Regions from separate parts of the Zea mays genome. Here region 1 is linked to region 2. The links are chromatin contacts, called in public Hi-C maps. All regions are on one chromosome and are shown on one strand. The core of a region is the stretch at or near the end of the contact, and the rest is flanking DNA. Distances in the headings are between cores, read along the strand shown.

Region 1 (4,940 bases), core at 1,434-3,933, 96 kb before region 2:
AGCCCCTCCTTGCGGGGGTCGTCGGCAATGGCAATGCCAATTAGTTTACTGGATGGACATCATTCTCCCAGACGGCTTCACCAGCGTCACCGTCAGGATATGGACCCGGCCTGCAAAGTGTTTCTCCGGAGTGTTTAGGTTTTCTTTCCCGTATCAAAATTTGCGAAACAGAGAAGGAAGGTTTTTTTTTGGAAACAGAACTGACGTCTATCTTTTGAGTTAAAGAATTCGGAGCATACATGTGGATTTTTTTGAAAGGAGATTTTACTCAGCTTTTAAGAAAGCAATAACAGAGTAGCTACATAGAGCACACCCCACAACGTTGAACTGGGAATACCAATTAACCAGGGAAGCTTCACACTGACATCCCATGACTACCAGAAAAAAAACAGACCCTCCACTAAACTAAGGACTGAGACATCAAAGCTCCAAATTGATAGCAATAATCTGACAAAGTTCAATTATCATCAACCAGAGCGCTGCGAGGACACACCACCTAATAGCAGAAAGCTTCACTCGATTAAACCACCTAACAGAGCTAGAAACAAGCCAAGCACTAAAAAATCCTCATACGACATCCATATCAGCATCAATTCCACGCCTGGGACAAAAATTATGCGGCCACGGCTTCATGGATCCTAGCAGAGCCTCTTCATTGTTTTGTAACATCTTTCAATTCAAACAAAAAGAAGGGATATCTTCCACTTCAGACCACTCCAATGTCACTGCAAATTTTCTCAACCGAATGTTGTTCCCGTAACCACTTCTTCACTGAGTCCAGTATATCTTCCAACATCGCTTGTTCCCTTGTCTTGAGTAGCACGCTCCAGCTCTGCAAGAAAGACATGATCTCATATATGATCGTTGTCGTACTGTTAGGGAATTTTTCATAATCGCCATCTTATTTCTGTTACACCAAAGGGACCAAACCAGCCCGGCAACAATAAAGAGATGGAAAGTACAAGCATCATGGGAGGTTCCCACTCCCCAATTGCTAAACAGACTAGCTACAGACCTGGGAACACGGTCCCAACCAGCAATATTTTTCAGTCTTCCCCAAACATATTTCGGAAGGACATAATGAATAAAGATGTGATCAACTGTCTCTGTGTCCCCACATAGAGAGCACAACGTACTACCCTTCCACCCTTTTTTCTAGCACTGCAGCCGCTTGGATTTTCCCATTGTAAATTTGCCATAGAAAAACCTTGATCTTCAAAGGCACCTTGCAATTCCAATTTTTTTTGTAAACGGGGGTTTTGACAACACCATCGGTCCTAAATATGTAAAGGGATTTCGTAGTGAATCTGCGGGAGTTGTCTAGAGCCCAAAACACTAAATCTCTCCCTTGAGAGTTATTATGCTCCCTAAGCTCAGTATGAAGCTCTTCCCATAAGCAACAATCAGAATCATTAAGAGGCCTCACCAGATCTATATTCCACTCTCCTCTCTCACAGCATTCAGACACAGGCACATCCTTGTCCCTGCATATATCAAAAAATCTAGGATACTTGATTTTAATAGGCACCTTTCCCATCCAGATGTCTTTCCAAAACAGGGTCCCTTCCCCATTTTTTATCTTGTTCATCGCACCCCATTGAAACAAATGCTTGACCTGATGAAGGCCTTGCCAAAATTGAGAAATTCCCTTGTTCTTAGAGAGAAAGAAATTATTCCTGTGCATATTTAGCTTGCAGCAGCTTGTACCATCTCATCTGATCCTTGGCATAATTTCCATATCCATTTCACAATCAAGCATTCGTTCATCATGAGAGTATTTGTGATTCCAAGACCGCCTTGGTCTTTTGGTCTGGTTAAACTATCCCATTTCGCCATGTGGTATTTTCTTGAGTCTTCGGCCCCTTGCCAAAAGAAGTTAGCTCTAATCGAACTCATTTTCTTGTGAATCTTATTAGGTAGGAGGTAGAACCCCATAGTATAGATTGGTAGACTACTTAAACAAGAATTAGTCAGAATGAGTCTTCCCCCAGAAGACAGGTGTTTACCTTTCCATGGGTCTAGCCTTTTTTCCATCTTTCCAACAATATGGTCAAACGCAGATGGTTTCAGACGACCATCCGAAATAGGAATGCCTAGGTATTTCATCGGCCAAGTTCCAAGAGAACAATTAAGCATATTGGCCATCCTTTCCCTTTCTTGTTGAACTGCCCCCAAAGACAAAGACCTCGCTTTTGTGGAAGTTTATTTTTAATCCAGACATCCATTCGAAACAGTAAAGGATTAATTTCAGGTTTAAGATTGACCTATCAGACCCATCTATCGTGATCACCGTATCATCTGCATATTGGATGTGGGAAATGCCACTAGGAACAAGGTCGCCTAAAACACCAGAAATGTGGCCCTTTTGGACCCCTTTATCTAATAGGACACTTAAGGCATCCGCTACCAAGTTGAATAACAGAGGCGAAATGTGGATTTTTTTTTTTGTTCACGTCTTTTTTATATGAGCAGAAGAAATTAATTATGTGCGCAGCAAACAACGAAACATGTCTCTCCTGCATCTGCATGCGTCAACGGAAATCTGCTCGTCAATCATGCTGCTCTCCATCTAATAAACCGATGTGGCACCATCGTCTCGCGTACGATCAGTAGGAGAGGAGGAGAAAACAATGGCAAACAGGCAAAGAATCGCCATCTCCTGATGTGGACTGTGGAGTATTGGATTGGGACGTCGCGCGCGGCTGGCTTCAACTCGAAGACGCCGGGCGCCGTGTGCGCGAGCGAGCAGCTTCATATATATCTATCTATACATATAACTACACTATATAATCTATCAGTTTAAACATTATAAAACTCACCCAATTAAATCACCCTCACACACACAACCTCCACTAAATTCACCAAATAAATTGCACCTAAACTTAACACACTATAAAAAACAACGGTTCAGATCGCTTAATAATCCTCTCTTTCTTACCTACTCAAATCCAATATACAATATTATTTGCATCATCTATCATCCCTCCCTCTTCTTCTCCCGTGAACCCGCCGCCCTAGGGTCCCCCTCCCCTATCCCCGTGTCGCCACTGTCGACCTCTCTCCTCTTCTCCTACGTTCACGTCGTCGACCTCTCTCCTCTTCTATTCAAGATTATAGCTTTAGTACGGGCTATATGCTAGTTATAAAAAAGTGATGACACCGGTAGTGTTCGAGAGCGGGCAACAACACTTGAATTCATAAAAAAAATCTTAAAAGCAGCGCGTGGCTCGCCACGTAAGCAAACAAAAAAAATTCTCCTACAAAGCAACCCATCATATGTATATATGACGTATGATTGCCGGTAGGCGTCAGAAGCGCAGACATGATCGCGATAGTATCCGAGCCACGTAACAAGATCATAGTAGGCAGCATGAATGGCTGAATGCGGACCTTGACAGGTAGAGCGACTCTTTTTTTGTGCTTCATCCATGAGGTTGTCTTCAGCACATGGTGTATATAATCGTGTAAACCCTGCTTTCCACCATAGATTATACCATTTAAGTTTGAAATAAAAGATGTGATGAGAGATAAAATGAGTAAGCTATTGGAGACAGACCGATGGCTCCGCTCGCTCGGTTTCTCCCTCCGAACCGGCGTCCTGTTCCTCGCAACACAACATCATTGCGGCGACAGTGCAGAGTGTAGTCTAGAGTTTCCAACCATGGGCCATGGCTCGCTTCAAGTGTACTCCATCGGGTCCAGAGTTTCCAACCATGATTCACTTTTTAGGTATATATTTGGCCGAGAGGTGATTTTTTTTAAAAAAGGTGATGTCAGCTATGGTTTCTAAAAAAACTTTTTTTTGAAAGGAAGCGGCAAAAGACTTGCCTCTTCAATATATTAGAAGAGAAATAGATAACAGTCTTCAGAAGACGGAGCAAAAGAAAAAACAAAAAAAGGAGAAAAACATACACTAACTCAATATAACATACACTGAAACTCCCAATTTGATCTTTCACCAATTGCGTAACCTGGATAGCAGATCTTTGAAGTCTCTGAAAGATTATATTATTTCTTTCCAACCATATATTCCACCAAAAAGAGATGAGGAGCCCATCGAAAATCTTCTTTGACTCCTTGCAGCAACGATTCCTTAATCTCTTCCACCAATCATACAACGACCCGAGGTTAGAAACGCCACCACTTAGAAAGGACAGATTGGCCCAAGATAGGATCATGTTCCAAACCTCTACAGAAAACGGGCAGTCTTTGCCTAAATGAGGCATAGTTTCTTGTGATAAGTTGCAAAGACAACAAATTGGACTGCAAGGCCATCCCCGCTTTTGTAGGTTGTCCGTAGTCAGAATTCTGTTATGCAACATGGTCCATGCGAAAAACGACATTTTGGCTCAATTCTCGCTTTCCAGATAGGAGAAATTTTGATTTTACAAAAATTCGTTGTGAACTGAATTTTGTATGCACTACTTGAACTATAACTCCCATTTGTCGTCCACCTCCATAAAATAGTATTGTCGAGATCATTGAGTTCATGAGTGTTGTTGATACCTTGCCAGAGGGAAATGAATTCTTTTATCTTATCCTTATATGTGTAAGAGAACAAAAGTGCATCCAGCGATTGTTTCTTTTAACTCAGTAGAAATCTAAAAAAACTTTTAACTCGGTAGAAATCGGAAGCCATTTAGTCGAATAATTGTTTCTTTAAAAAACCATGTTCAATCTAATTTTACATATACTTAACTTTTTTATTTCTCATCTACCAAGAGATCATGTTTTTAGAATCACAACTTTATTTTCTATCTCTTGCAGCGATAGTGCGGATGTGTCGTTGAAATTGCACCGAAATCGAAGCCACTACCACGTTCGGGCAGGGTCATGCGCCAAGGGCACCACTAGTAGGCGCATGCCCATGCTAGGACAGGGCCGCCGCTAGAGCCACACTAGCACTAGTTGCACGTTTACTATGGGGGCTAGGGTCGTGC
Region 2 (4,925 bases), core at 2,097-4,596:
GACGGCAAGCGACAGCCATTGTTGTGTTGCGACGACGCGGTGGGACCCTAATGAGCTAGCGAGGGACAGATGACGCCACGGTCACACCAACAGCTTACCCATCTGCTGGTGTGAACTAGGAGGCAAAATATCAATGTTGTGTGCAGGATCCCGACGAGTCGACGAGCTGATGAGTAATGAGAAGGCAAGGTGCGCTGCAGCGGGCGGGTTAGGTCACCGACTTACTAATAGTCAGTCGATGATCGAAGAAGCGAGTGAGCCACGAGTGGGAGTGGGCTTGCGCCAGGGAAGAGAATCAAATGGCTCAGGTGAAGAGTGAACTGAGCAGTAAAGCGTCGAGAGAAAAATAGATCAAAATCTAGTTTTCATTAGATTTGTTCATGCTAACTATACAAAAGTTTGTTTATTTTGTTGTGTATCTAAACCTAGATATAAGGGGTTAAAAAGTTGAGGTGGGACCATGGCCCACCTTGCTCACCCCTTGGATCTGCCCTATCGATATGGCAAGGAAATAGCAATAATAACCAGAAAAAATATAAACGGTAGAAATTTAGGTTTAATCCTAGCAAAAAAAATCTACAGCCTAGTACACAACTTGTGCATGTTCAGCAATAAACTTCAAACCTTTTGGTAATATGTTTGGGTGCATATTTCAAACATCGCTAAAAATGAACTTTTTTTCTGCACTATCGATCAATAGTAGCAAGATAAGAGAAACTTGATTGCTTCCTAGATTCACATGCACTTATGATTGCTAGGAAACACAACAACATAGGCCTCAACACCACAGAGTAAAATTTGGTGACCGAAATCAACTCTACTTCTCGATAGTAACTTTGCAAATGAGTCGACACCACCGCCAATCGATGATGATATGGAAATCGACTCCATATCTAAGACACTGAGCAATATATTCAAACGCACGTAACAACACGCCGAACTTGCAGATTGATTAAAATGCTAGATTTTTTCAATCTTGTGTCTAGTTCTTCTACCACTTCATAGCAAATAATGCAAATACGAATCAAACACGAGACATAGAAATCTTACATAGAATACCCTAGGGAAAAAATCACGAGCGCCAACCAATAACCTTAACTATATGTGGGGAGTCTACAAAACGCAAGTTATACGAGATAAATCGTATGTCTTCTCGCAAAACTTACGAGATGTATATATAGGACGGACGAACTGCACTCCAATACAAAAATAAATCTGCTAATTAACATAACTCAAACCACGAACCCTCCAGATATCCATGCGAGACCCATGTTAAAATTCACATCAAATTCTAACGTTGTTTCTAGCATTGGCGTCGATTATAGCCGTCATCGGCAGTGTGCCTCTACGACTACATTAGCTATATATGTACGCCTTCACCAAAGAGGGTGATATGGTGCATGTTGTAGCTAGAGGCGGATCTATGCTCTATACCACTCGGATGGTGGTCTAGGACTTGATTCATATAACACAATTTTTTTCCAATCTAACGCGTGGTCAATTTTTTATAAAAAAAAAAGGAGAACAAAAATTTAGTAAAATCAACTTAAGGCTATTTTCAATAGATCCGCGAACGTGGAAAATAAGAGGTCGCATGCAACGGCTCACGTTTCCAATAGAGCGAGGATGAAGACACCCAAAAGGGACACTAGCTGTCGTCGTATTCTAAAATCCACGGATTCTCTCATCTCGATTTGTATGTCCGCATACGTGCATGGCTGGAAGGGGCATTTCTTTTGAGCGTTCGTATCGCAGCAGCTCATTTTGCGCGTCTGTATCCATAGACCGTCCTGTCTGCTGGTACCTGTATTATATACTAGTGTAGTAGACTGTAGACATAGACTCACCGTCTTGTCACGCCCCGGCGGCCGATCGGCTCATCGGTAAATGTGCAATATAAATTTAGTGATATTGTAAAGATTTAAATTGGAACTTCTATAGCAGACACTCAGCCTACTTTAGTTTGTGTTTTGACCAGGCTAAAAAAACTTCAGGCTGCCCGCTCCGCTGCAACGCTGCTTATATACATTTAACTTTACCTGGCTGGTGGCTCGATGCCAATCATGTGGTGACATTTTTTTGAGAGAGGCCAGGCGTACATTTTGCAACTTTGCAGGCCGTGGCTGTTTGCTGCGCGGGCGACAAGCGTTCGTGGCGTATGTGCAACGTCGCATGCGACTAGGGCGTCGGGATCCTCTTGGCTGCGTCCTCGGATTCTACTTTGGTTTGGGTGCTGTAGTAAATTTAATTTTTGTTTGTTTAAATAAAATTCACTCTTTTTTTTTCTATCTCTCATGCGTGTTTTTATTCTGAGGGAGTGTGTGTTCCTCTAAAAGTTTAGTTTGGATCACGTCTTTTAGTTTTTATCTATATTAGTTAGTTTTTATAAGTACACTATATTTAATACCTGTAAAAAAATATTTGCCATTTACTATTTAAAGTCTGTCAAATAAAGTCGAATATGTAAAGGGTCAGATCAATCGCTAACGTGACATTCCACCTAAGGCCTTGTTCGATTATTCCAATTTCATGTGGATTGAAGTGTATTAGGATGGATTGAGATGGATTTTGACTTGCTATGGATTTAAACCGACTCGATACCACCCAGTCCACATGGATTAAAGGTGAAACGAACAAGCTCTAATAGGGGGAGGGGGTCATGTGACCTTTGAAAAAGTTTATAAACCTAGATGACACACTTTACATCGTTAATGGGGGTTTATGTGACCTTGAATGAATAGTACATGGACATAGATAACACCCGAAATTGTTTATGGACTGTTGATGCACTTTGCTCAAACTAAAATTGAGGACACCTAAATTTTAGTAAATCTCCATAACAAAAATAATGTATATCTAGAAAAACCTAAATGTCTTATAATCAAAAATAAATTCCGTAGTACTATTCTGGTCCCGCTTGTTATTGAAGAACATTTGATATTTTTTTGGGGTGTAAACACCTACGCACGGAATATGTTTTGTACAAACTAAAACGCACGGGTGTATTTTCTACGAAGTATAAGTGTACGTCACAGGAATAAAGCAAGATACGACACGCGGGACAATTTGTCATCATGGCGCAATGATAAGTAAAGGCGAAACATGCTAATCCAAGAGAGAGAGATAGTTAGAGCTGTGTTGTTTTTATATCTAGCTAGAGCTGTTAGCTTAGAGCAATGTATTTATGGGACTGCTGGCAGATGTATTTATTACAGAACGACAAAGAAAGTACAACAAACGTAGTACTTATGGCCGGGTTGAGGGAGTAGTATTATGGGACGACGGAGGGGAGTGCATCCAAGCGTGCATTTACTGTTTCCAGCCGAATTCGCTAGATTGCGAGTGTTTGTCATTTTCTAATCCATTTGCAGCAGTAGCTAGGCTGTGGTGCAGAACGTTTCGGCGGGGGGCGCAGCGCAGTGGCTCGAGCACGAGGCCGATAAATTAGCAGCCCTCGGCCTTGGAAATGGAATCCCAAGGCATAATTTAGCTACTACCCCTACCCCCGCGCATTGGTTCCGTTCCATCCCAAGCTAACACAGGCATCGTATATATGGCGGGCGACGACGGGGCGGACGCGTCGGAGCGGCTGGAGAGCATCCTGACGGCGGAGGCGGCGGCGTCGCCGTGGGCCGCGGCCGCCATCGAGCTGCGGCTGCTGACGCGGCTGGCGGCGCCCGCGGTGGTGATGTACATGATCAACTACCTCATGTCCATGTCCACGCAGATCTTCTCGGGCCACCTCGGCAACCTGGAGCTCGCCGCCGCGTCGCTCGGCAACGCCGGCGTCCAGATGTTCGCCTACGGCCTAATGGTACGTACGCCACAGTCGCATACTGTATCGTCTCTGGCTGCAGCAGCATGTAGCTGCAGCTGGGTTTATTTCTCCTACTTTCGCTTGCCTTGCTTTGCTTTGCTTTCGCCGTCGTGGATGCGTAGTTGTCCCTCCCGATTCTCCCCCGGGCTCCTCGATTATTAGACTGTTTCATTTCATTTACCAAGCCACTGTGGCAGCAGACCCACGTTAGAGAATCTGGCGCTCCGACGTCCGGACAAAGCTTCGTGCGCGCTCCTCGTGCCGAACCGCTCCGCCCGATCTCTGTTTCACGCGCCCCCTAAGCTCGCCAGCAGAAACCACGTCCCCCACGCCTCTGGATACGCGCCACGTCGTTCCACGCTAAAATATTGGCTCCAAAATATAAAAACATTTGCAACGTAAAGTCCCAAATAGCTAAAGCATTTAAAACACGCACTTCTAACGTAGTACGTATAAATACATTTTTGCCGAGCGCGAAAGACTCGGTAACAAAAATACACTTTGCAAAACGTCGTCAAAAGCCGACTCTATGACGGCCGTTACTTATGTCGAGTGTCTATATAAGACATTTGACAAAAGTCTTGTCTTTGCCGAGTGTCAAAGGGAAGACACTCGACAAAATTTATTTGTCTTTTTTTTCTTCTTTTTTCCAACTTTCAAACACAGTGTTCACAAAATATGACCAAAAACTTGCAATCCAGTTATTTTAAAGTTGTATAAAACACAAAGTTAAAAAATCATGAAACTTGTCGAAATGTCATAATATCATATGTAGCTGTTGTGATAAAAATTTGACAATGTTTAATGAAAGTTGTCATGTACAAAACTTGTGCAACCTTTACATGAAATCATAAACCTTCTACATAGATTATTGTATTTGTACACAGACACAACGTACATGACAATGACAACTTTTACGAAACATCGTGAAACATTGTCAAATACTTGGTGTTGATTTGTGAGATACATGGTGTTGGTGATATTTATATTTGTGAAACTTGTTAGTGTGGTGCTATTTGTGAGATATGTGGTGTTGGTGATACATGTGATGATTCTGTGATATATATGTGACGCCAATGATATATATCTTTTGTTTGTTTGGTGTAAT

Evidence for each region. A called contact is a pair of places that touch in the nucleus more often than the background predicts.
Region 1: a contact with region 2 is called in a Hi-C map of leaf, with 3 times the contacts expected there. The contact joins the enhancer-like site here to the promoter of LOC103643608 in region 2. A contact is called at or near these places in 4 of 25 Hi-C or Micro-C datasets (ear, leaf and an unstated tissue).

The regions. Positions count from the first base shown.
Region 1 is chr1:251,222,539-251,227,478 of Zm-B73-REFERENCE-NAM-5.0, reverse strand. LOC103643612 (protein DETOXIFICATION 40) reads left to right here. Exons shown (of 7, transcript XM_008666773.3): 7 at 1-287. The coding sequence ends at 44. Among protein-coding and RNA genes, the nearest start is that of LOC103643612, 13 kb to the left of the region's middle. Within about 2 kb of position 2,683, at least 8 of the 20 cell types and tissues checked have an H3K27ac peak or open chromatin away from gene starts, as enhancers often do. A contact at or near this core is called in leaf, where this site is marked.
Region 2 is chr1:251,127,408-251,132,332 of Zm-B73-REFERENCE-NAM-5.0, reverse strand. LOC103643608 (protein DETOXIFICATION 40) reads left to right here and starts at 3,346. Exons shown (of 7, transcript XM_008666772.4): 1 at 3,346-3,814. The coding sequence starts at 3,554.